Linked DNA regions of Mus musculus: all the other regions are linked to region 3. A link is a contact called in public capture Hi-C and promoter capture Hi-C data. All regions are on one chromosome and are shown on one strand. Each heading gives the region's core, a stretch centred on a gene start, on an enhancer-like site or on the middle of the called end of the contact. The rest is flanking DNA. Distances are from core to core; before and after follow the strand shown. Region 1 has its middle 21 kb from the start of Ceacam3. Region 2 holds the start of Mill2 (MHC I like leukocyte 2). Region 3 holds the start of Ceacam13 (carcinoembryonic antigen-related cell adhesion molecule 13). Region 4 holds the start of Hif3a (hypoxia inducible factor 3, alpha subunit).

Region 1 (5,463 bases), core at 758-3,257, 840 kb after region 3:
TTGGGCTAGGCCAGGATGCCCTGGCCAGGTTAGGTTTCTATGTCATGGATTAATGTTACCACTCCCAAGAGAGACAGACTGTCCTAGATCTAGTCATCTGTATTTTGGAAGTTACAACATGATAAAACATTAATTAATCACACTGAATATGTGGGTTGAATGGGTCACATCAGATGGGACTCACTAAGTTCCAGGTTTCACTCTCATAAGGTCCTGTGTCAGTCATGACATTGAGTAAAGTAACAGACCAGTTGCCTTCTCACAGCTTCAGCCTGTCCCCTCCTGAGAGGCTTTGAACATTTATCCTCCGCAAGTAGGTTATAGTCTGAGTCTCAGGTTCACACTTTACAGCTATCATCCTCATCCTCCATGGGATTAGAATTGTCTCTTGTAATGGTGGCTTTTGGTAGCAGGGATGTACAGAAAACAGAGAGAGAAGATGGCTCCCTGTGGAACCTCTGATCCTTACAAAGTTGTTTTTCATCCGGTGTTGGTCTTTCTAGCATCCACCTCCGATCCAGAGAAACAGGCATAAAATGAATCACAGGCAGCTGCAGGAGGAGCTGAGTGCTCAGAGATGGTGGGCCACCTGTGCTGCATTGGAGAAACAGTCTTGGTCTTATGTGATCTGAGCCTCAGAGACATAGGAGTCAGAGCTACAGTGTCACTCCTGATCTGCACTGACCTACTGCCTGCCTACACTACAGAGTACTGAGTCCCTCCAGCTACACTGGCCTCCACTGCAAATCAAGTCTAACCTCCAGATAGGACAAAATGAGACTCCCCATTGATCTTCCTTGAGAAGCATCCACACCCTATCCTCAGGACTCTTATATAACAAAATCTCACGCATGAGACCAGGAGTGGGACTGGCATTCAGTAACTACCCAGGCTATACCATAATGTGAGCCAATCCTCCCTTGTGTTTATGGTGACCGACATGAGGCACAGGGCCCCAAAAGGCAAAGAACTGTCTCAGGATGATCTAGGAGAGGAAAGAGAATGGTGTACAGGTAAGCGTGAAACAGAACCGTTTAAGGCTACCTTATGGTCACTGTAACATTTGTTCCCCAAGTATGCTATCACCTGGAAACCAAGACAGGAAACACAATGGCCACATCAGGCTTACATAGGATACGGGTGACAGATGTGAAGATGTGACATTATTCGCCTTGATCTTTAATGCTCTGTCTTGCACAGTTCAGGACCATGAAGAAATGTTTCCTGAAAATAGGGTGACTGGGTTTTTTTCTGTTAATATTTACATTGTGTGATTATTTCTACTGCTTGTATATAAGTGTTCCACAAGAATGTCTGGTGTCCACTGATGTCAGAAAGGGACATTGGATGCACTGGAAATGGAGTTACAGGATGGATATGACTGCCATGGGTGTGCTGGGAACAGAACTTGGCTCCTGTATAAAAGCATTCAGTGATCTTAACCACTAAACCATCTTTCCAACACATCCTAGGTAGATGTTTTCAGAGGAATATCTAACTGGTAGAAAGTAGACAGCAAAAATTCATGGGAACCTGGGTTAGAAGCACAAGTGTGTTTGGCAGATCTTGGCTAGGGATTCACAACATGAACTTTCTCCATATGGGACCATTGTTACTAATATCTAGGATCTGATAACAATCCCTGCAAGGATTATTTCTCTAAAAAGCACAATGAGGTAAGATGAGAGGCAAGTGGTAAAAAATAGTTTGAAATCAGTGACTCCCTGAGCAGAGAACCCTGTGGTAGATGCAGGATGTACTTGGAAGGTGAAACAAATGCCTGTCCACTATGCTCCAGGAGGAGTGACAGCAGAAACCACATGATTTCCTGTTCAGTATGTGAGCTGCGGAGTCCAGGAACTCTACAGAAATTCTCTAGAGGCAGGTATCTTACATCTAGAGGCAAATATAACTTCCCATTTGTTGTCACTTCCTGAACCAGATGTCCCTTGAAGCTGCAGATAACCAAGATTAACATCAGTTCCTCCCTGCTCTACAGTCAGCTGAGAGGGCCTCAAGGATCGAGATACTGGATGCCTGGTCGGAGTCATATATAGCCCATGCTTCACATCTGTCACCCGTATCCTATGTAAGCCTGATGTGGCCATTGTGTTTCCTGTCTTGGTTTCCAGGTGATAGCATACTTGGGGAACAAATGTTACAGTGACCATAAGGTAGCCTTAAGTATGAACAAGCACCTCAAAATGGGAGAAAACAGCTGTGCAGTGTCTGTTACTATTTGCCTACAGGAGAGAATTTGATCGACTTATACCTGAGGAAATGAGTCATCAGGAGGATCTAGGTCCCTCCTTTGGGGACATTGACCTTCCTGTGAAGTCTCATCAGTCCATCAAAACAGTTGTCTAATGACCTGGGCACCTATGCATCTGTGCTCTCTGTACTGGGACAGATGACATAACTCCAACATATAATGGCACAAGATGTGCATTACCATTCCAAAACACAGGGAAGGGAGCATAGTGATGAAATACTGGACCAAAGCAAGACTGAAAACCAGCTGGGCCAACTCCAAACCCTGCATTGCCATGACTGATGTCAAAATGCTCTTCGGATCTCCAACTCATTTCAACTTTGTTGGCTGCAACACAATTCTTTCTTTTGGGCTGGTTCCACTCCCTGTGAGCAGCTTTCCTTGGCAGGAATCCCAAAACTCTGGCATCTCTAACATCTTTGTCTTTAAGGAAATTTAGGCTTTACCTTCACACAATGGCCTTTCACAACATCACAAAATTGCCTTTCTAAACCTCCACACAGGGATACCCTTGCCACATGCCTGGCCTCAGGGGCTTTTCTTAGTCATGGAGGAATATTACATAACCATTTTTTCCAGGCCTCCATGAAGAAACCTGCCATACACCTGGCCTCAGCAAGTTCCCTTAGTCACAGAGAGAGATTCCAAAACCTCTTCTATTCTTGACCCTAGAGACACAACAACATGGCTGGTCTGCCAAATTCTGCTGCTTTCTGGGATCAGACCATGGCCCTCTTTTTCAATTACATCTTCAACTTTTTGTTTTTGATGACTTCCTAAGCTTAACTATCCTGGAAGCTGCTCTGTAGACTAACATTGAACTCAAAGATCTGCATGCCTCTCTCTCCTGAGTGCTTAGATTAAAGGTATATACCACCACTCATAGACCTAAGCTTTTCCTTAATACTCTTTCACAAGACAGAAGATTAGCTGATTGGTATCTTGCCCCAATGTCATCATTCCATTAATTCCATTTAATATCTTAATCAGATTATCTTCTTGAACACAAGATTTAGTTTCATCCACCTTCCTGATCCCTCTTTAATGATTGAACTATACATTTTATAGTTTTCCATGCTAAAAGTGAACCACAGCTGAGCAGCCTGCTATCCCACAGTAACATCCATTATCACTCCACCTCTATGTTCACCTTCATCAGACCCGTGGATCCTGAACCATACAGATAAGCTTCCCTTCCCCACCCATCTTCCCTGCTTACTGAGCCCTCTGGGCATGCCAAGGTACTCTGAGCAACCTGCTAGCCCAGGCATACATCCCTTTTCCCACCACCTCTCTACCAACCTTCATCAGATCTTCAAATCCTGAACCATGCAGACCTGCAGATCTGGAACCATACAACCCAAGAATACCCATTAGAGGTCCACCAAACCAAGATCATCGAGGTTAACCCCCTCCCAATACCTACTACAACAAGAACATCCAGGGACCAAAGCCATTCAGATGGCTAAAGGCCCTCTAAAGAACACAATCAGCTAAAGCCAGAAGAAAGAAAGAAAGAAAGAAAGAAAGAAAGAAAGAAAGAAAGAAAGAAAGAAAGAGAGAGATGGGGAGGGAGAGAGGGGGAGGGAGAAAGGGAAGGGAAGGGAAGGGAAGGGAAGGGAAGGGAACGGAAGGGAAGGGAAGGGAAGGGAAGGGAAGGGTACCAAGGGAAGGGAAGGGTACCAAGGGAAGGGAAGGGTACCAAGGGAAGGGAAGGGAAGGGAAGGGAAGGGAAGGGAAGGGAAGGGAAGGGAAGGGAAGGGAAGGGTACCAAGGGAAGGGAAGGGTACCAAGGGAAGGGAAGGGAAGGGAAGGGAAGGGAAGGGAAGGGAAGGGAAGGGTACCAAGGGAAGGGAAGGGAAGGGTAATGAGGGGAGGGGAGGGGAGGGAAGGGGAGGGTAGGGAAGGGGAGGGGAAGGGAGGGGAGGGGAAGGGAGGGGAGGGAGGGAGGGGAGGGGAGGGGAAGGGAGGAAAAGGGAAGGGAGAGGAGGGAGGGAGGGGAGGAGAGGGGAAGGGAGGGGAAGGGAGGGGAGGAAGGGAGGGGAGGGGAGGGGAAGGGAGGGGAAGGGAGGGGAGGAAGGGAGGGGAAGGGAGGGGAAGGGAAGAAAGAAAGAAAGAAAGAAAGAAAGAAAGAAAGAAAGAAAGAAAGAAAGAAAGAAAAAAGAAAGTAAGAAAGGGGGAGGGAGGGAGGAAGGAAGGAAGGAAGGAAGGAAGGAAGGAAGGAAGGAAGGAAGGAAGGAAGAGGAGGGAAGGAGGGAGGGAAGGGAGGGAGGGAAGGAGGGAGGGAGGGCAGGAGGGAAGGAGAGAGGGCAGGAGGGAAGAAGGGAAGGAGGGAGGGAGGGAAGAAGAGAGGGAGGGATGGAGAAAGGGATAGAGGGAGGGAGGGGAGAGAGCAAGAGGAAAATAAAAGAAATAACATATTTTTAAAATAGCCATGGAGGGGCTGGAGAGATGACTCAGCCGTTAAGAGCACTGACTGCTCTTCCAGAGGTCCTGAGTTCAATTCCCAGCAATCATATGATGGCTCACAACCATCTATAATAAGAACCAATGCCCTCTTCTGGTGTGTCTGAAGACAGCTACAATGTACTTATATAAATAAAATAAATAAATCTTAAAATAAAGTAGGCCATGAACATGAACAGAGTTCTCAAAAGAAAAAAAGGGGGAAATGGCTAAAAACTATCTCCAAAGTTTTCCTCATCCTTAGCAATTATGGAAATATAAATCAAAACTACTTTGAGATTTCACATTACCCCAGTCAGAATGCCTATGAGCCTGCACAAATGCTGATAGGGACATGGAAAAACGTCATTCACAGTTGGTGGGTTTGCAAAATAGTGCAGCCACTCAAGGAATCAGTGTGGAAAACTCTCAAAAAACCTAATCATAAACCTGCCTCATGACCCAGTCACATCACTCCTGGCATTTGATCCAAGGACTTGACATCCTACTCCACAGACTCCTCAGCTATGGTTGTTGCTACTCTAGGCACAGGAGCTAGAAAATGGAGACAACTTAAACGGCCTTCAACTGATGGATGGGTAACAAAAACATGGTATACACACAATGAAATAATTTTCTAAGTATTGATTCTGTGTCCCTATGTTGTCCCCTAGAGAACATGAGGAGACCTGTAGCTCATGTCTATGGCTACAGCAAGAATGGCCTCTAGGCTCAAGTGCTGTGAG
Region 2 (5,857 bases), core at 2,586-5,085, 830 kb before region 3:
AGGGCCTCTCCTTCCATTGATGACCGATTAGGCCATCCTCTGCTACATATGCAGCTAGAGCCACAAGTTCCACCATGTGTTTTCTTTGATTGGTGGTACAGTCCCAAGGAGCTCTGAGGATACTGGTTAGTTCATATTGATGTTCCTCCTATGGGGCTTCAGTCCCCTTCAGCTCCTTGGGTACTTTCTCTAGCTCCACCATTGGGGGCCCTGTGATCCATCCATTAGCTGACTGTGAGCATCCACTTCTGTATTTTCCAGGCACTGGCAGAGTCTCACAGGAGATAGCTATATCAGGCTTTTATCAGCAGGCACTTGTTGGCATCTGCCTAGTGTCTGGGTTTGGTGGTTGTTTATGGGATGGATTCCTAAGTGGGGCAGTCTCTGGATGGCTGTTCCTTCAGGTTCTGCTCTGAACTTTGTCTCTGTAAGTCCTTCCATGGGTATTTTGTTCCCCATTCTAAGAAGGAACGAAGTATCCACACTTTGGTCTTCCTTCTTCTTGAGTTTCATGTGTTTAGCAAATTGTATCTTGGGTATTCTAAGTTTCTGGGCTAATATCCACTTATCAATGAGTGCATATCAAGTGACTTCTTTTTTGATTGGGTTACCTCACTCAGGATGATATCCTCCAGATCCATCCACTTGCCTAAGAATTTCATAAGTTCATTGTTTTTAATAGCTGAGTAATCTATGGATTACTAATCATGTTATGATCCCTTACAACCCACCGGGTCAAGCTATTGTGAAACAACACCATCAAATGCTCAAATGACAAATTAAAAAAAAAAAAAAAAAAGAAGAAGAAGGGTATACACACCCACTTAAATCCCTATATACTAAGCTACCTTTAGCTGTGGTGATTTGAATAAGAACGGCCCTCATTGATTCATATAATTGAAGGCTTAGTGAGTGGCATTGGGAGGAGTGGCTTCTTTGGAGTGAGTGTGAATTTGTTTGAGGAAAGGGATCACTGGTGGTGGCCTTTAGGGTTTCAAATGTCCAAGCAAGGCCCAGTGTCACTCTCTTCCTTATGCCTGCTGATCCCGATGGATGTAGAACTCTCAGACCCTGCGGCACTGTGTTTGCCTGCATGCCACCATGCTTCCTGCCTTGATGACAATGGAGTAAGCCTCTGTAAACAAGATCCAAGTAAATAAGGCTTTCCTGTATAAGAGTTGCTGGGGTCATGGTGTCTCCTCACAGCAATAGAAACCGTAAGTAAGACAGGTCTCACTGTCCCCTTCAAAGCTCTGCTTCATGATTCACTTCATTTTCCTGAACCCATTTCATCCCTCCCAATAATGTCACAGACTGGGGTTCAAGTTTGCAATGATGGGCCTTCGGGTGACATTTGCCTCAACCATAGCAAAGGCAGAGGAAAATCTCACATAACGGGGCAATTTCTGCTATTAGGAAAATAAACTATGTGTTGTTTCATGTATGTTAAGAAAATATTATTAAAATATACAAAATATAGGAAAAGGATGAAGGATTTCACCAGGCTTTGGACATAAGGAAATACAATTCAGGCAGCTGGGGCTGGAGCTAAGGGGCGAGCCCTTCCCTGGCATGTGTGGGTCTGTGGGTCCAGTTCCCATGACCACAGTGCTAAGTAGTCTATCAGATGGGAATTCTCCTGGATAACTGTAATGCAGCTGAAGGTTAGGACTCATCATGGGATTTGGATCGGATCAGACAAATATTTATCTAGTTGAAATATACTCTCAGGGCCTTTACTCTGTATCCTGTAGATTCTGATACGTTCAGGGCCTTTACTCTGTGTCCTGTAGATTCTGATACGTTCAGGGCCTTTACTCTGTGTCCTGTAGATTCTGATACGTTCAGGGCCTTTACTCTGTGTCCTGTAGGTTCTGAGTGACAAAGACAAGTCCACACAGTTCGTCATTTGTAGTCCATGCACCACTCTGTTGGGGGAATGTCTACATCTCAAAGAAAAGAAAACTGACATAGACATGTCATCAGGTCCTTCTGGTGATTTGGAAAATAACCCCCACCGCAAGTGGTAGTGCATGTGTATACACCATTTGGGCCAGGAGGTGGCCAAGTTTCAAGGCATCCTGGGCTACATGGTGGGGACACTGTCAAAAGCAAGTAGCCAGGTGATAGGAAGTGGCTTAGTGAATAAGAATGTTGCTCTGCAAACACAGGTCCTGGGTTCGAATCCCCAGCACCCACATAAAAAAGAAGAGCATGGCTGTGCATTCCCGTAACCCCTCCTCCCACAGCTTTGAGGAGCAGAGACAGGCAGTCCTGAAAACTCACTGGTCAGCCTGCTGGAACCATGAACCTCCACGTCAGCCAGAAACCCTGTTTCAGGAGAGTAGAGGAAGATCCTTGCTGTTCTGTCCTGTGCATATCCTGCATACCTGTTGCAACACACACACACACACACACACACACACACACACACACACACTATTTCCTATTGAGAAAATTAATTCTAGCTAGCCAGCCAGGCAGAGCTCTATGGATTCAAGGCCAGCCTGGTCCCAGGATAGCCAGGGCTACCCAGTGAAACCCTGTCTCAAACAACAAGCAAGAGACAACAACAATAAAAATAATTATTCCAGATATTAAAAGAACAATCTTCTATAGCTACCCCTGGAACCAAGGACTGGAGGGGGAAGAGTCTCAGTTGAGTGTTTTGAGCTTCTACTCCGCCCCCAGCTCCTCCCTGATACTTGCTCAGATAGTTCCCAGACAGACAGACACCCTCCACAGCTTGTCTCATCACAGGCCCCTACCACTCTTAATCCTCAGTTTTCTCGGGCTTCACAGTCACTGTAACCTGACAATGAGCAAAGACACCAATCAGGTCCTCTCCAGACACAGCATCCAGACCTCTGCCCATGGTGTGCAGACACTCACCAACTCCCTGTTTCTTCTGGGAGTTTCTTCAGGGCAGGGACACTAAATGCTCCTCCTCCCGCCCCGCCCCCCCCCCCCCCGGTCTCTGTGTCAGGCCTTTTTTTGTAGTCTTCCCCTGCAGACATCCCTTTTCTCCTAAGAAGGCCACCCACTGAGGTCTAGAAAAGGGCTGCCTGTTCCTTCTTGCAGGGGCTTCCGGTGGTAGACCGCGTACTCCAATAGTCATGTGTCCTCCAGCTGACAATAAAGGCTCCCCAATGTAACCCCACGCCCCACTTATGTCAGCTCGGGGAATGTTTTACGAAGGCTGCTGGGCTTGCTAAGCCTTCCTCCAGTTTCAGTTTCCTCCGCTCCACCCTTTGCCTCTCCCTCCCGTACTCTTTCCTGTGCCTATGCGCTCTGACCTATTCCTTACGGTTGGGATTCAGAGCAGAGAGCAGGGGCTGTGCCGCCTATTTTACACACCAAAGCAGACCTAGCCCCTAGGTTCTCCCGGTATCCCTCAGTCCCTACCTACCTAGCACACCCGGACCTCTACTCTGAATTTTCCAGCCCAGGGTCTGGGCTTCTCCTCCCCCAGAAGATTATTATTTTCCTTTATAATCCAAACATTTCTGGTCCTCTTCTCTCTCTGTGCACACACACACACTCTCTTTTTCTTCCCCCTTTCCTCTGTCTCCCTCTCCGTTGTGACTTCCCTAGTTTGGTTCCTTGGGACAGCCATTTCTCTATGTACACTCTAATTTCACTCATTTAAACAGTGTGACTCATCCCTCCCCTGCTTACAGGGATGGTCCCCATCCTGCCCAGAGCTCACCTTGGATGCTGGATCCCCGTGAGTCTCTAAGGAGCAGCCCTAAGATCAACAGTAGGACTGCTGGTCTGAATTCTCTGGGCTTTCCAGAACTGGCTTTCATTTTTCTCAAATGGAGTTTTGTGCAAACATACTCCTCCCTTCAGAGCTCCACCCATCAGCTAAGTGACGAGAACACAGTCCTGGCTGTCTTCAGAACTCACTTTGTAGACCAGAGATCTGCTGCCTCTGCTGGGATTAAAGTTGTGTACCACCACTCCTCTTTTTATTTTTAAGGTCAGATGAGTTACTCACATCTGAATGTCTTCTAAGACACTCCGATATCTCTTACACCAACAGATTCCTCCTGATATTGTCAAATGAATCACCATCAAAAGTAGTTTGAACAGACTGGTGAACACAGCTGAAGGGATGTTGAAGGATGTCCGAAGGGTCCATACCTTGTAGCTTCTGTAATAGTCCTTTGCCAGCTCAGAAGGGGAATTGAATGCAAGATGAACACAGCCCAGGTCAGTAACTAATTGCCTGAGAATTAACAAATCTAAACTAACATTGTTTAAATAGTGTTAACTGGGATGGAAGCTTTTTTGTTGTTTTGAGTCAGGATTTCTCTGTGTAACAGCCCTGGCTATCCCAGAGCTCTCTTTTTAGACCAGGCTAGCCTTGAACTCACAGAGATCTGCCGTCTGCCTCTGAAGTGCTGGGATTAAAGGTGTGCACCGTTTATGCCAGGAGACTACACTAACATTCTTATGATGACAATAATGCTCTATTTTCCGTATGTGATTTTTAATTCTATTCCATTTTCATTTATGCTAAAGGGCTAACACTGGCTGTACTGGCTGGTTTTGTGTGCCAATTTGATACAGTCTAGAGTCATCAGAAAGAAAGTAGGCTCAGTTGAGGAAATGCCTCCAGGAGATCCATCTGTAAGGCATTTTATTTTATTTTTTTCACTTAGTGATCAATGAGGGAGGGCCCAGCCCACTGTGGGTGGTGACAACCCTGGGCTGGTGGTCCTGTGTTCTATAAGAAAGCAAGTTGTTGAGTGAGCCATGGGAAGCAAGCCAGTATGCAGTATTCCTCTGTGGCCTCTGTATCAGCTCCTGCATCCAGGTTCTCACCTTCTTTAGTTAGTTCCTGTCTTAGTTAGGGTTTCCATTGCTATGAAGAGACACCATGACTAAGGCAAGTCTTTTTTTTTTTTTTTGGTTTTTCGAGACAGGGTTTCTCTGTATAGACCTGGCTGTCCTGGAACTCACTCTGTAGATCAGGCTGGCCTCGAACTTAGAAATCTACCTGCCTCTGCCTCCTGAATGCTGGGATTAAAGGCGTGCGCCACCACGCCCGGCTTAAGCCAAGTCTTATAAAGGCAAACACTTAAGTAGGGTTGGTTTACAGTTTCAGAGATTTAGTCTATTATCATCAGAGCAAGAAGCATGGCAGTGTGCAAGCAGACATGGTGCTGGAGAAGGAGCTGAGAGCTCTGAATCTTGATCTGAAGGCAACCAGGAAAAACTATTTTTCAGGTAGCCAGGAGAGTCTCCTCTGACATTCATGCAATCTCTTAACTGCAATCCCCTATAAAATAAAAAACAGATCACATATTTCCAGCATCACAGGATATACATTACCATTCCAAAACATCATAGTGAGAAAATACTGGACCAAAGCAAGATAGGAAACCAGTGTTGAGTCCTGTTTATACTCCCTCCAAACATCATGTGCCTCCTTGGATCTTGCCTCACCACATGTCTTGTTTCAGCAAGTGAATCTGTCTTAGCAAAACTCCACGTGAGTCTATATCAACTGACATTACTGCCAACTGGCCTGAGTCCTTGGAAGCAGCAAGAAGCTGCCAGCACACCATCAGAAGTTTTTTGGTGTGTTTCTCTCTATGGAGTCCCAACAAATAAAGTTCAACTAGGCAATGTAAGATGGACCAATGTAGACAGATTGTTAGCAAAGACTCCTTCATCACATGTCCTTTCACGTGCTTGATTTGGCAAAACATCCTTTCACCTGTGTCTGCTTCAGGACAACATCCTTTGACATAATAGACTTTCCAAAGAAAGCAGAAGTTTCTACTTCACATGGGTCACCTAAGACCATCAGAAATATCAGATATCTATATTACAATTCATGATGGTA
Region 3 (5,502 bases), core at 1,372-3,871:
GGTTCTAAGCTAATAAAAGTTTTATACCACAATATGATTGTTTTTCATTGACTCTTTTGTTAGGGAAGGGAACATGCACTCAAGCATGTATCAGTGTATGGGTTAGTGGGTGCATGCCACAGTATCTATGTGTAGGCCAGAGGACAGTTTCTGTGACTGAGTTCTCTCCTTCTACCATTTGGGATAAGAAGATTGAACTCAGGTCATCAGGGATGACAGCAAGTACCCATACCCACTGAGTCATCTCATAATTTGTTTTTCATTTGAAGCATCATATTGTCATAGGTAGGGACATTAGTCTTCAGAGCATACTTGCCAAGATAATTATTGAACTTGGTAAATGAACAATGCAACTTTTATCTCCTCATCCTACCATTTCATGTTCACTAGAGCTTTTAGATTCCGAGGTGCTTGTCTACCTTGCTGTGTCTTCTCATCTCATGTTGCAAACAAAAACTCTGAGTCTCATCTGAAGCCGTTATCCTCTCCAAGAGACTCTAGACACTCCCTCAGCTAACCTCCTCCCACACAGGGATAGGGACTGATGTAGGCATGTGTAGCAGGATTTCCTGCCACCTTGTGTACATTTGCTTAGAGATTAAGGAGGCATCACTACAGCCTCTGGTGTCTGCTCTGTCCTCCCTCCTTTAAGAACACCTCTTCCTCTAACAGTGCCCCTGAGCTGTGTTGCTCTGATATCAGCCCTGCTGTCCCCCCTCACTCTGAGCTGAGTCGGGCACAGAGGTCTGCATCCAAGGTCATGGAAAATCCCCTCGTTTCCTCATTTCTTCCTCAACTCAGGTGTAGGTTCATGGTGAGAGGCCTAAGGGTCTGAGTTGAGGCTGACATCATTGTCTGAGTTACTCAGTACAAGTCCACCTCTCTGCATGTGCAGTCAAGTGAGGGATTCTGATCTATGAAAGTTTGTCTCCAAAATGTGTATCCTGTACAAGATCCTCCTACAACAACATGGAGACACAATGCAGAAAGAATGTAGATCCAGTTCAGGCTCAACACTCCTCTGAATGTGCAATGGACTGAACCCACCCAACAACAGAGTTCACAAAAAATTGACTTACGGTGTACAAAGAATTCTGCACGTATTATTTCAGGTCTTGAGGTTGAATCAAGTGTTCGTAGAGTGTAGTATCCTGAGTCTTTTCTGGTAACACTCTTGATCAACAGAGATCCATTGTTGAGTACTGTCTCTCTACCACTGTGTGCAAGTCCCACTGCAGTAAAATTGGTAGCTATCACATGACTTGCAATTTCACAACACTTGAACGGTGCAGCTCCCGAGTACCAGGAAAAGGCTTTAACATTCTTTGGCAGGTTATGCACAAACAGAAGAACGTTTTCCCCTTCAACAGCAATGGGAGGCACTGCTTTAATGGTGAGATGAGAAGTAGTGGGATGCAGCCAGCATGTTAAAAGAGAGACTAGAAGGGAGGAGAGAAAATCCATGAACATTGGGACCTCTGTATTTGATGAAATAATGAGATCTGTGTCCTGAGTGGACAGCTCATGACACAGCCTAAGTTGGCATGTGAGAGTGGCACCTTTGTATTTGGAAGGGTTGGGTAACATAACCTTCACTACACCATCAGTGGCCCTGAACCTGTTCCATTCTGTGTATGGAACTCTCTTTTCTGTTAAGGATTCCACACATTGCCCTCAGCCTCCTGTCTATATTCAGAGTACTTGGGCTGAGATGATGGCTCCTGTTACCTCTTAATCTAGAGATCTTCACTTGATTTTTTTTTCCTGTGTTATCTCTTTGGTCTGAGTTCTCTGATTCTACTTCTATAATGTCTTTCTGGTCTAATCTACTATCCCCTAGTCTAGGGCTTTATTGGAACCAAGATAAGCCTAACATCTTTGGAATGTCCAGAACTGATAAAGGCTTGAATACCTTTGGATGAGTGGGAGAATGCATGTGTCAGGGATATGCCTATCCAGGAGTACATTTGCAAAATGCTAAAATTGAAACTATTGACACCTTTAGTACAGGAGTTTGGTATAGTTTGTATGTGTGGGGAAGGTGAATGCTTATATAAATTGCACTGTGTTCATTTGTGTATGGGTGAATGTATACACAGCATATACATAGAAATCACACACCTTGTATGTGTTGGTAATTGAGTTGCTATCTTAGGATTGGCAGCCAGCAGCATGACCATTAAGTCATTGCAATGGCTCTTTGTACTTTGTTTTTTAATTGGACAGACACTGTCATGGTTGGGGACATCAGTCCTTAGAATACAGTTGTCCATGTGATTGAGTTGGGAAAGAAAACAATAGTGCTATTGCTCCATTGTACTATCTTGTGTCACTTCCTGCTGCAGAGTTCCTGCCCCTGTCTGTGTCCTCTTCCCAAAACCATGATTCTATTCCTAGGTTCTTATATTCTTCAGGGACTTAAGCAGGACTCTGTGTTCCCCTTCTCCCACTCAGTGCCAAAGAGTAGCCTCCTCACCTGTGAACAGAAGCCCCTGCCAAGAGGTGCAGTCTTTACAGGAAAGTGCAGCAGAGTTCATCATGACCTCTGCCACCTGCCACCTGCTCTGTCTACATCTGTGAAAAGCTTCAGCTCCAGTGCTGTTTCCACACTCAACTCTCCTGTCAGTTCCACTGTCCTTCCTCTCTTTTATTGTAGTCTCCTCCCAGGTAGGAGTCCCTCCTAGAATTATATGGCCTGGGGACATTTCCTGTGTACAAAACACATCAGTTCATCTTCCCCTATCTCCTGTTCTCTACACCTTTCTCCTTTGCTCTCATAATGTCTCAGTCCACCAGACTGCACACTGAGCGATAAAGCAGATAAATCTCCTCGGGCCCTCATTTGGCCTTATATGGAGATATGGTGCTGTGTGATTTGCATACAACCGGAAAACCAAGTAGGATACAAATGAATACGCTTTACTTGCTTTACTTCCCAGGAAACTGATTGTTCTAACCTTCTGATGCTATGATAAACAACCTGAACAAAAGCAGCTCAAGAGAGCAATGCATTTTCAGGCCAGTAACAGAGGTCAAATCCATCATTGAGGGAAGTCAAGGTACAGATAAAAGACAAGAATCTGGAGTGAAGAACTGAGGAGGAGAGCTGTTTAATTGGTCATTCACTGGGACACTTTTTAAAAATGTCCTTCTCTGTGTTTCTCTGCCTTTCTCTTTCTGTCTGTTTTTGTCCTCTCTCTCTCTCTCTCTCTCTCTCTCTCTCTCTCTCTCTCTCTCTCATGTTTCACTATATTTCTGAGACAATACACAACCACCTGCATAGGGATAACACCATTCACAGTGGCCTCTGCCCTCCTACTTCAATTAAGACACTCAAGAGATTAATCCACAGATTCCTTCACTGTGATCTATGAAAGACACTGACTCAACTGAGTCCCTTCTAGCCCTACTCCGGTGACTTCAGGGTGGATGCATTTCACAGTAAATGCTAACTACCACTGGAAGCTCCCTGCTATCCAAGGAAGTGCTCATCACTGTTGTTTGTGACCATCACTTGTGCTCCTGTCCACAGCCTCAGACAGCTTGACCTTCAGAGATGGAACTCAGTTCAGAAGCAGCCCACCCGGTTGTTCACTTTCCCACTTCCCTGATTCTCAAGCACAGAACTCTTGGTGTCAATCAGTGACATTTTAATTCATGAGAAATGTAGTGAAATTAGTTACATGGTCTATTGTGACTCAGGACAGGCTTGCTTGGCACCATCTCTTCTCCTTCCAGTCAAAATGGCATCAGAGGTGAGTCAGTCACCAAGTGAGACAGGAACAGACATAGGAGCAGAGCTCTGAGATGCTTTTTGTCCCAAAACAACTGTACATTTTCATCTGTCATTTGACTGCCTATGATCAGGTTTAAAAGCAGTGGGTATTCCTCCCAGATCAAGAAGTCCTAAAAGGAAATGCAGGAGGCAGGAAGACATGGCTTACGGACAGAAAGAAATCTACTTGCTTTCTCATGGTCTCTACCTTCCCCTATAATGTTCATCTGACTGCCTGAGATATTCTGTAACTCCCCTCATTAGATTGAATCTGGAAGAATCAGAGAGACAACAGAGAGGACAACTGAAGGCTACACCAGAAGTCTCAGGAGAAAACTGAGCCTTGATTGCACCCACACATACTAGAAAATATTTTTTTTTCATCTAATCAGAAAACCAAAAGACTCTACCACAAAGCTTAATGCAAATCCACTCAGCAGAAGATGGAGTTTGTAACAATATAGTCCTATTGATGCTGGTGGTAGAGCTATGGAGGAGGTAGGCATGAGATCCCTGCTATTAATAATGATGTGCAGGTAAAGGATCATAAGGATCCTGGAGATCACTATCAATAAGCCTATTAGAACTATATAGATGGGTGAGGGTAGGCAGAGACTCCTGGCCAGAATTAAGAGTTTAAGATGTTATTAATGGGGCACTAGGGCCTGTCATGCAAACAGGACAAAGCTACTTCTAAAACCACTTCTGAAATCAATAGAGGGCAGGAGAATAGTTTGTTAAAGAGCAAGCCAGTCTCTCTCTGTGGTAGGATAAACCACATATGGATCCCAATTAGAGGTTACAGTGTAGCTTAGAGGGAATGTGTTTGGATACCGTACACATGACCCTGGCAGCACCCACAGAATAGACAAACTTTATTCTCATGTGTTTACTAAGACTGAGTCTGAGATACCTATATTCCTACCATAACTGGACATAGCCTGATTGTACAGTAAACAGGAATGGGCCCTCAATACCATTCCTGATGCAACCCTGGGCTGGAAAGATTTGGCTTGGGAGAAGATAGGTTGTCAATATCAACCTAGGTGTCCATGTGGGTGCTTTAATTCGTGAATTCAAGAGGAACTGGGTGTTCATGGTCTACTCTTGTGTTTAGGTGGTTAAAATCAGAAGGAATGAAATTTACTCTAAGCTATCATTTCAGTTGGTTCTGTCATTTCTGCGGGCACTCACTGGTTTCCAGTTTCAGCACTGATAATGTCCTAAGTCATTAGTTGTGATAATGGATGAAGTAGACTTTGCTTTAGATCATGTGAGAGGCTCTGATGGGTTTACTGTCATATGCATGTTGAATAAACAAGGCTCATTGGGAGGGAGGAAAAGGGATGAAGGGTATGGTGGAGGGAAAACTACTAGGGGAACAAAGGGGGCTTTTGTAGTGCTGATACTATAACTGAATAAAAATCAATGATAATAACACTGTTCAGGCAACCAGTCTTATGATTGTATAAATGAAGATGATTGGAGGTGTTCAGGGCCACTTAGTTGAACATCAAAAAAAAAAAAATGAGGGTCAGGCTCACAGGTTAGTATTCCACCTTCCTTGAAATAGAGTTGTCACATGTTGGTCTTGTATTGCAGTACTTTGAAGGCAACACAGACAGAAGATAGCCCTCTGTGGGATCTCTGATCCTTGCAAAGGCCTCTCTCAGCTAGTGATGTTTCTCTTAACTCCACCCCCAATAAATGCCCTTAGAAGACTAAAC
Region 4 (5,343 bases), core at 1,926-4,425, 950 kb after region 3:
ACAAACATGTAGTCAAACTGCCTTCTTAACATTTCTGTTTATACTCACAGACTAATGCAGCTTTGGCAGAATAAGTCTCTTCTGGAAGCAGGCAACAGTTAAAGCAGAAATTGATAAATGCCCAAATAGCTGCAAATAAGGGAATGTTTAGTACTCAGACCTAAACAAGACATCTCTATCACCAAAGAAAAGGAGGTGATGGAAAGGTTGTAAGAACCAGAAGATAGGGAAGAAACCCCCAAAATGTTGGTTTCTGGAGCATTTTACGAGGTCATTGCAATCACGGACACTCAGCAACCATGGCTACCTGCACAAGACTTTCCCCCAAACAACCCCCAAAAGACATGAAAGCAGGAAGGGGACTCATTGGGAAAGGGATAGGAGTCAGCAAGAGCAAGAAGGGAATAAGAGAACTTAAAGGGGAGCTGAGTGGTGGTGGCGCACGCCTTCAATCCCAGCACTCGGGAGGCAGAGGCAGGTGGATCTCTGAGTTCAAGGCCAGCCTGGTCTACAGAGTGAGTTCCAGGACAGCCAGGGCTACACAGAGAAATCCTATCTCAAAAATCAAAAAAAGAAAAGAAACAAAGAAATCAAAAGAAAAGAAAAACTGAAAAGGAATCAGTTTGACACCAATCCATTGTGTGGAATTCTTTTAAAATTACATTTATAATAATAAAATATAACATCAGAGCAAGTTTCCTATCACATATCCGTGACCATGGAAACTGTCAGTGTACAGGGGGAGAAGAGTGAGGCAAGAGCATCTTACTAGTGTTATAAAAACAGCTTTGGAGAGCAATGAGGGTGGGAGGATCACTGAACATGCCCCAGAGCACCCCTCACAGACCTGCACATTCTATTTTGAGGATTTCAGCTCTCTGCTTTCAGTTGTGACCTCCAGTTAACTCAGCGCTCCTCAATGACAATTACTGTCAAGTCATTTTTTTATTATTGTGAAATATAATACACGCGTAGGGTAGTTGCTTTGCGAGCCAGATTGCTAAAAAGAACAATGGAGCTCAGACTTGGTGGTAGTGCCCCTGTCTCCTGCTTAGAATCCCCCAGTGAGGGGTTAGGGTGTGGCTCAGTGGCAGAGCCCCTGCCTAGAATGCCCCAGTGAAGGGCTGGGGCGTGGCTCAGTGGTAGAGCATCTGCCTAGAATCCCCCAGTGAGGGGCTGGGGGCGTGGCTCAGTGGTAGAGCCCCTGCCTAGAATCCCCCAGTGAGGGGCTGGGGGTGTGGCTCAGTGGTAGAGCCCCTGTCTAGAATCCCCCAGTGAGGGGCTGGGGGCGTGGCTCAGTGGTAGAGCCCCTGCCTAGAATCCCCCAGTGAGGGGCTGGGGGTGTGGCTCAGTGGTAGAGCCCCTGTCTAGAATCCCCCAGTGAGGGGCTGGGGGCGTGGCTCAGTGGTAGAGCCCCTGCCTAGAATCCCCCAGTGAGGGGCTGGGGGCGTGGCTCAGTGGTAGAGCCCCTGCCTAGAATCTCAATATCACAGTGAAGAGCTGGGGATATGTATGGTTCTGGTTGAGTTTGTCCCAAATTCAATCCTCTGTGCTATAAACACAATAAAACAATAAGAAATAAATAAACCCTCTCTCCTGACAGTTACAGCAAAGTCCTCAGAGTTAATCTTCACTATACTAGTTTGGTTCATATATCTTCCCAAAACTGGTAATCACTGTGGCCAAGGAAGTCCTACAGTGATTGGCTCTGTCTGGATTTTGCCTTCTTCCCTGGAGTTGCTGATAGCATGGATATAGTCAGATTTATTCAAATAAAATCAACTGAAACTAAATGGCATGGGAGCTGGGCATAATGGTACACACCTGTAATCCACTTGGAAGGTGAAGGCAGGAGGATAGAAGTTCAAGGCCAGCTCTTGCTGGCCAGTCTTGACGGGGTTACATGAGACCCCATCTGAAAATAAAATGGAGAAGAGGAGGAAGAAAGAGGAAGGAGAAAGAAGAGGAGAAGGAAGATGGAGAAGAGAAGGCAATGGGAGGAGACAGCTTACTATTTTCCTGAGTTGAGGTGGGGAGCCATGTGGATTTTTAGAGGAGAATTTTTTTAAGTTTTTTATTACATTTTACGTGTGGTGTGTGTATGTGTGTGTGTGTGTGTGTGTGTGTGTGTGTGTGCGCGCGTGCGCGCAGATAAATCAAAGACCTTGCCTTCCACGATGTGGGGGGAGGGGGGAGGGCCTGGGGATTGAACACTGGTCTTCAGGGTTGGCAGCAAGGGCCTTAAACCTGGAGCCAACCGTCTAGCCGAGAAGAGCACTCTAAAGAGAGTGCGCAGTTATGTGTGAAAGTCCTAAGATGGAGCTTGCCCAATAACTCAAAAACAATAAATCCATTTCTGCCGCAGTGTAGAGTGTACCCAAACCTGCATACGGAAGGAACACTGCTCCTTCACCCCTGTCCTTAGTGTCCACGCCCTCTCCAGCCTACACAGGAACTTCCTTCCTCTTCCTTACCCAGCTGTACCGTCTTCCACCTGTCCATGTCACTGCGCACGTATCTCTCATCGGTTCTCTGTTCCCTTTACAAGTGGGTGTGATGAAGCTAAAGCATATTTACTTGACAGAAGCTTAATTATTCATCCGCAGGAACCTGCACAGGGAGTTAAGAGAGGCCACGGGTCAGGATGGGGTGGAGACGGGTGGACAAGGAAGATTCTGGGAGGCGGGGTCCACAGTGGGGCCACACAGTGGAGGGACATGGGGTATGGCAAAGAAAGGGGTTATGAAATACAGGTGAAGTAGAGTTCGGGGTGGAGAGAAGTGGGGACTTGGTACGTCAAGAAAAGGACAGAGCGGGAGAAAGGAGAGGGGGTTGGGAAAGGTGGGAGTGAAGGCAGAGACTGCGACAGGAACTGGGACACAGAGAACAGTGAATCAGATGGTTCAGAAGTGTACATATGGAAGTTCAGAGACTGGAGGGAAATCACGCCCGGCGGGCTCCGGACTGCCAAGGAAGTCTGGGGCAGGGGCGTGGCTGGGGGTGTGCATTACATCGGATTCCCCAACCCCTTGAAGTTCCAAGTCTTCTCCTTTAGTCCCTCCTCCTTCTCGGGAGCAACAAGCCCACCTTCCAATCAGAGCCGCGGGCTGGGCAAAGACCAGCCAATGGAGTGGCAGAGGTGGAGCTGGGGAGGGGGCTCACACAGGCAGGGGAGGGGGACGCTGGGCATCGAGGGCTCTGGAACCGCGAAGGGCGAGCCATGGCGTTGGGGCTGCAGCGCGTGAGGTACAGGGCTTCGGGGATAGGATGGTGGGGTCTGGGGGCTCTCTTTGACGGAGCTTTAAGGGAACCCCTCATCTCTGGGGTGTGGCTCAAGTTGAGGACACTGTGAGGCGCCCGATTGGGGACACATCCCGATGCACCCTCCACCTTAGAGGTTTTCAGGGTATCAGGGATTTACCCCCAGAGCTCCAGCTGTCCCGCCCCCCTCCCCTGGAACTGCTTTGGGGTTATGAGCTGCAATTTCCAGATACATCGGGTTCAATCCTCCATCTGGCTGGGGGTGAAACTCCAAGTTCCTTATGGATTGGAGGTGGTCGCGTTTGAGCAAGGAAGACTTCTTCCAAAAAAGTCTTTTCCTCCAAATCCCTGAAAGGAGTCTTCCTTGGCAGTCTAGCTCTTGTGGTGTTAATAAGGGATCCCCAAACTGGAGTTTCTAGGGAGTCCCTGAAAGACACTATTTCTGAATTCCAGGAGAGAGGTTAATTTTACCATGCCCTTTCTAACAGTCTCCCAAGCTTCAAAATGCTCTAAAATGACATGGGGATAGGGAGGTCCTCATTAGAGGCTGTGTGGGACCTAACCAAGGTCTTTTTGCCTTTCAAAGAGTGGAATGATAGCTGGGGAAGGAGATTCATGCCTGTAAACCCAGCACTTGGAAAGCTATAGGAGATTGATGCTTTCAAAGCCAGCCTGGCCTACATGGCAAGTTCCAGACCAGCTTTGGTCTACATTTTCTTGTCTCAAAAAACAGCATTAAATAAGTAGGGTCGCTCCTTTTCAGTACCAACAGAACAAATCTGAGCCACTTCCTGCGATCTGGTTCTGTGTCAATTTCATCTGCCTGGACCCAGTCTGTAATTGAGGGAGGAGGGCCCCACCCAAACCCTATTTGAGAGACATCCTTCCGAAAGATGCCCTGGCTAATCAAGGGAAGGCAGCGCCCTCCTGTGGCTGGACACAGCTGGGGTTATCCTAGGAAGAAGCGGGTTCTGTGTTCACCTTGCAACAGGTGCAGAGGCTTTGGGACCATAGCCAGTGGAGCCCATTTCGCCAGGTTGCCACGGGAGACCCCAGAAAAATTTCCTAGACTCTTGGTATTCCCTGTCTAAATTGGGGCATCCCTCAAGCCTCACCCCTGTCCCTCCTCCCTGGCTTCCGAGATCTGATTGGTTTTTCTCTACACCCAGTTTTTACCCCCTACCTCAACCCACCCAGGCTCGCCCTTTTTCTGGCCCTGTCTGGCCCATCTATTCCAACTTCTGGCCCTGAGCCCACCCGGGAACTCAGTCCCCACCCCTTCTAGGCCATCCCTGGTGCCGCTCGTGACAGCGCCCCTTTATGGTTGTGTGAGGGCCCTCTCCTAACTTAACTAGGGTGTCATCGCTCCCCCCCCCCCACTCCTCCTCCCGTTAGCACCCAAGGCCAGCCCTTTCCTGTGGTGTCATCCCACGCGGCCGCACATCCAACTTGCACCCGCCTCACAGCTGAGCTCCGGGCCCCTCCTGCACCCCCAGGATGACAGTTGGCATCAGAGGGGGCTTGGGTGAGGGTGAGTGGTTACCTCTGGCGCCGTGTGCCCCTTTCTTTCTTCTAGCTTCCGTCTCCAAGCCATCTTACTCTTTGTGGGGAGTATTCATAGGAGATCAAGAATGAGCACACTGCCCTGAATACCCACCTGAGAGCAGGGTTTCCGGGAAAAACAGGACAGATGGCTAGACACCCCACCGAATGACATGAGAACAAGTTGGATCAAGGTCAGAGAGACTCCCCACTGACCCCTACCTTAAGTCCTTTCTCCAACCCAAACCTTGTCCCCTGGCCTCTCAGGTCACCTCCAAGCAATATCAAAGGGGTCAGATGTAAAGCTAAGCCCCCAGTGCACCTCAAACCCTCTACAGTTTTGGCAAGCCCCTCCACCCCCCAGTACCCAGCTAAGAGTCAGAGAGAAGCTCAGAATGTGAAAATTCTTAATGTCTTAATTCCCTGAGCTGTTCGGGGTGAGAAAGAGATGGGGTCTTTTCTCTCTTGGCTAAGACACCACTGGGCCCCAAGTCCCCCTTCCCAGGCCTCACCCTGGGCCCCTAGGCCCCACCCTCTGTT

Evidence for each region. Promoter capture Hi-C pulls out the DNA fragments that hold promoters and counts their contacts. Capture Hi-C pulls out chosen DNA fragments and counts their contacts.
Region 1: a contact with region 3 is called in a promoter capture Hi-C map of trophoblast stem cells, with 12 times the contacts expected there. The contact joins the enhancer-like site here to the promoter of Ceacam13 in region 3. A contact is called at or near these places in 10 of 39 promoter capture datasets (the 3T3-L1 cell line, HPC-7-derived erythroid cells, cranial neural crest and 6 more) and 1 of 9 other capture datasets (adipose tissue).
Region 2: a capture Hi-C map of embryonic stem cells shows a contact between it and region 3, with 3 times the contacts expected there. The contact joins the promoter of Mill2 here to the promoter of Ceacam13 in region 3.
Region 4: a promoter capture Hi-C map of embryonic stem cells shows a contact between it and region 3, with 3 times the contacts expected there. The contact joins the promoter of Hif3a here to the promoter of Ceacam13 in region 3. A contact is called at or near these places in 3 of 39 promoter capture datasets (embryonic stem cells and liver) and 1 of 9 other capture datasets (embryonic stem cells).

The regions. Positions count from the first base shown.
Region 1 is chr7:17,168,560-17,174,022 of GRCm38.p6, reverse strand. No RefSeq gene overlaps it. Among named protein-coding and RNA genes, the nearest start is that of Ceacam3, 21 kb to the right of the region's middle. Within about 2 kb of position 2,007, at least 1 of the 459 cell types and tissues checked has an H3K27ac peak or open chromatin away from gene starts, as enhancers often do. A contact at or near this core is called in trophoblast stem cells, where this site is marked.
Region 2 is chr7:18,837,944-18,843,800 of GRCm38.p6, reverse strand. It overlaps Mill2 (MHC I like leukocyte 2), which reads right to left and starts at 3,835. Exons shown (of 6, transcript NM_153761.3): 1 at 3,710-3,835; 2 at 2,287-2,331. The coding sequence starts at 3,809.
Region 3 is chr7:18,007,008-18,012,509 of GRCm38.p6, reverse strand. Ceacam13 (carcinoembryonic antigen-related cell adhesion molecule 13) reads right to left here and starts at 2,621. Exons shown (of 3, transcript NM_028171.2): 1 at 2,477-2,621; 2 at 1,080-1,439. The coding sequence starts at 2,540.
Region 4 is chr7:17,060,259-17,065,601 of GRCm38.p6, reverse strand. It overlaps Hif3a (hypoxia inducible factor 3, alpha subunit), which reads left to right and starts at 3,175. Exons shown (of 15, transcript NM_001162950.1): 1 at 3,175-3,246. The coding sequence starts at 3,221.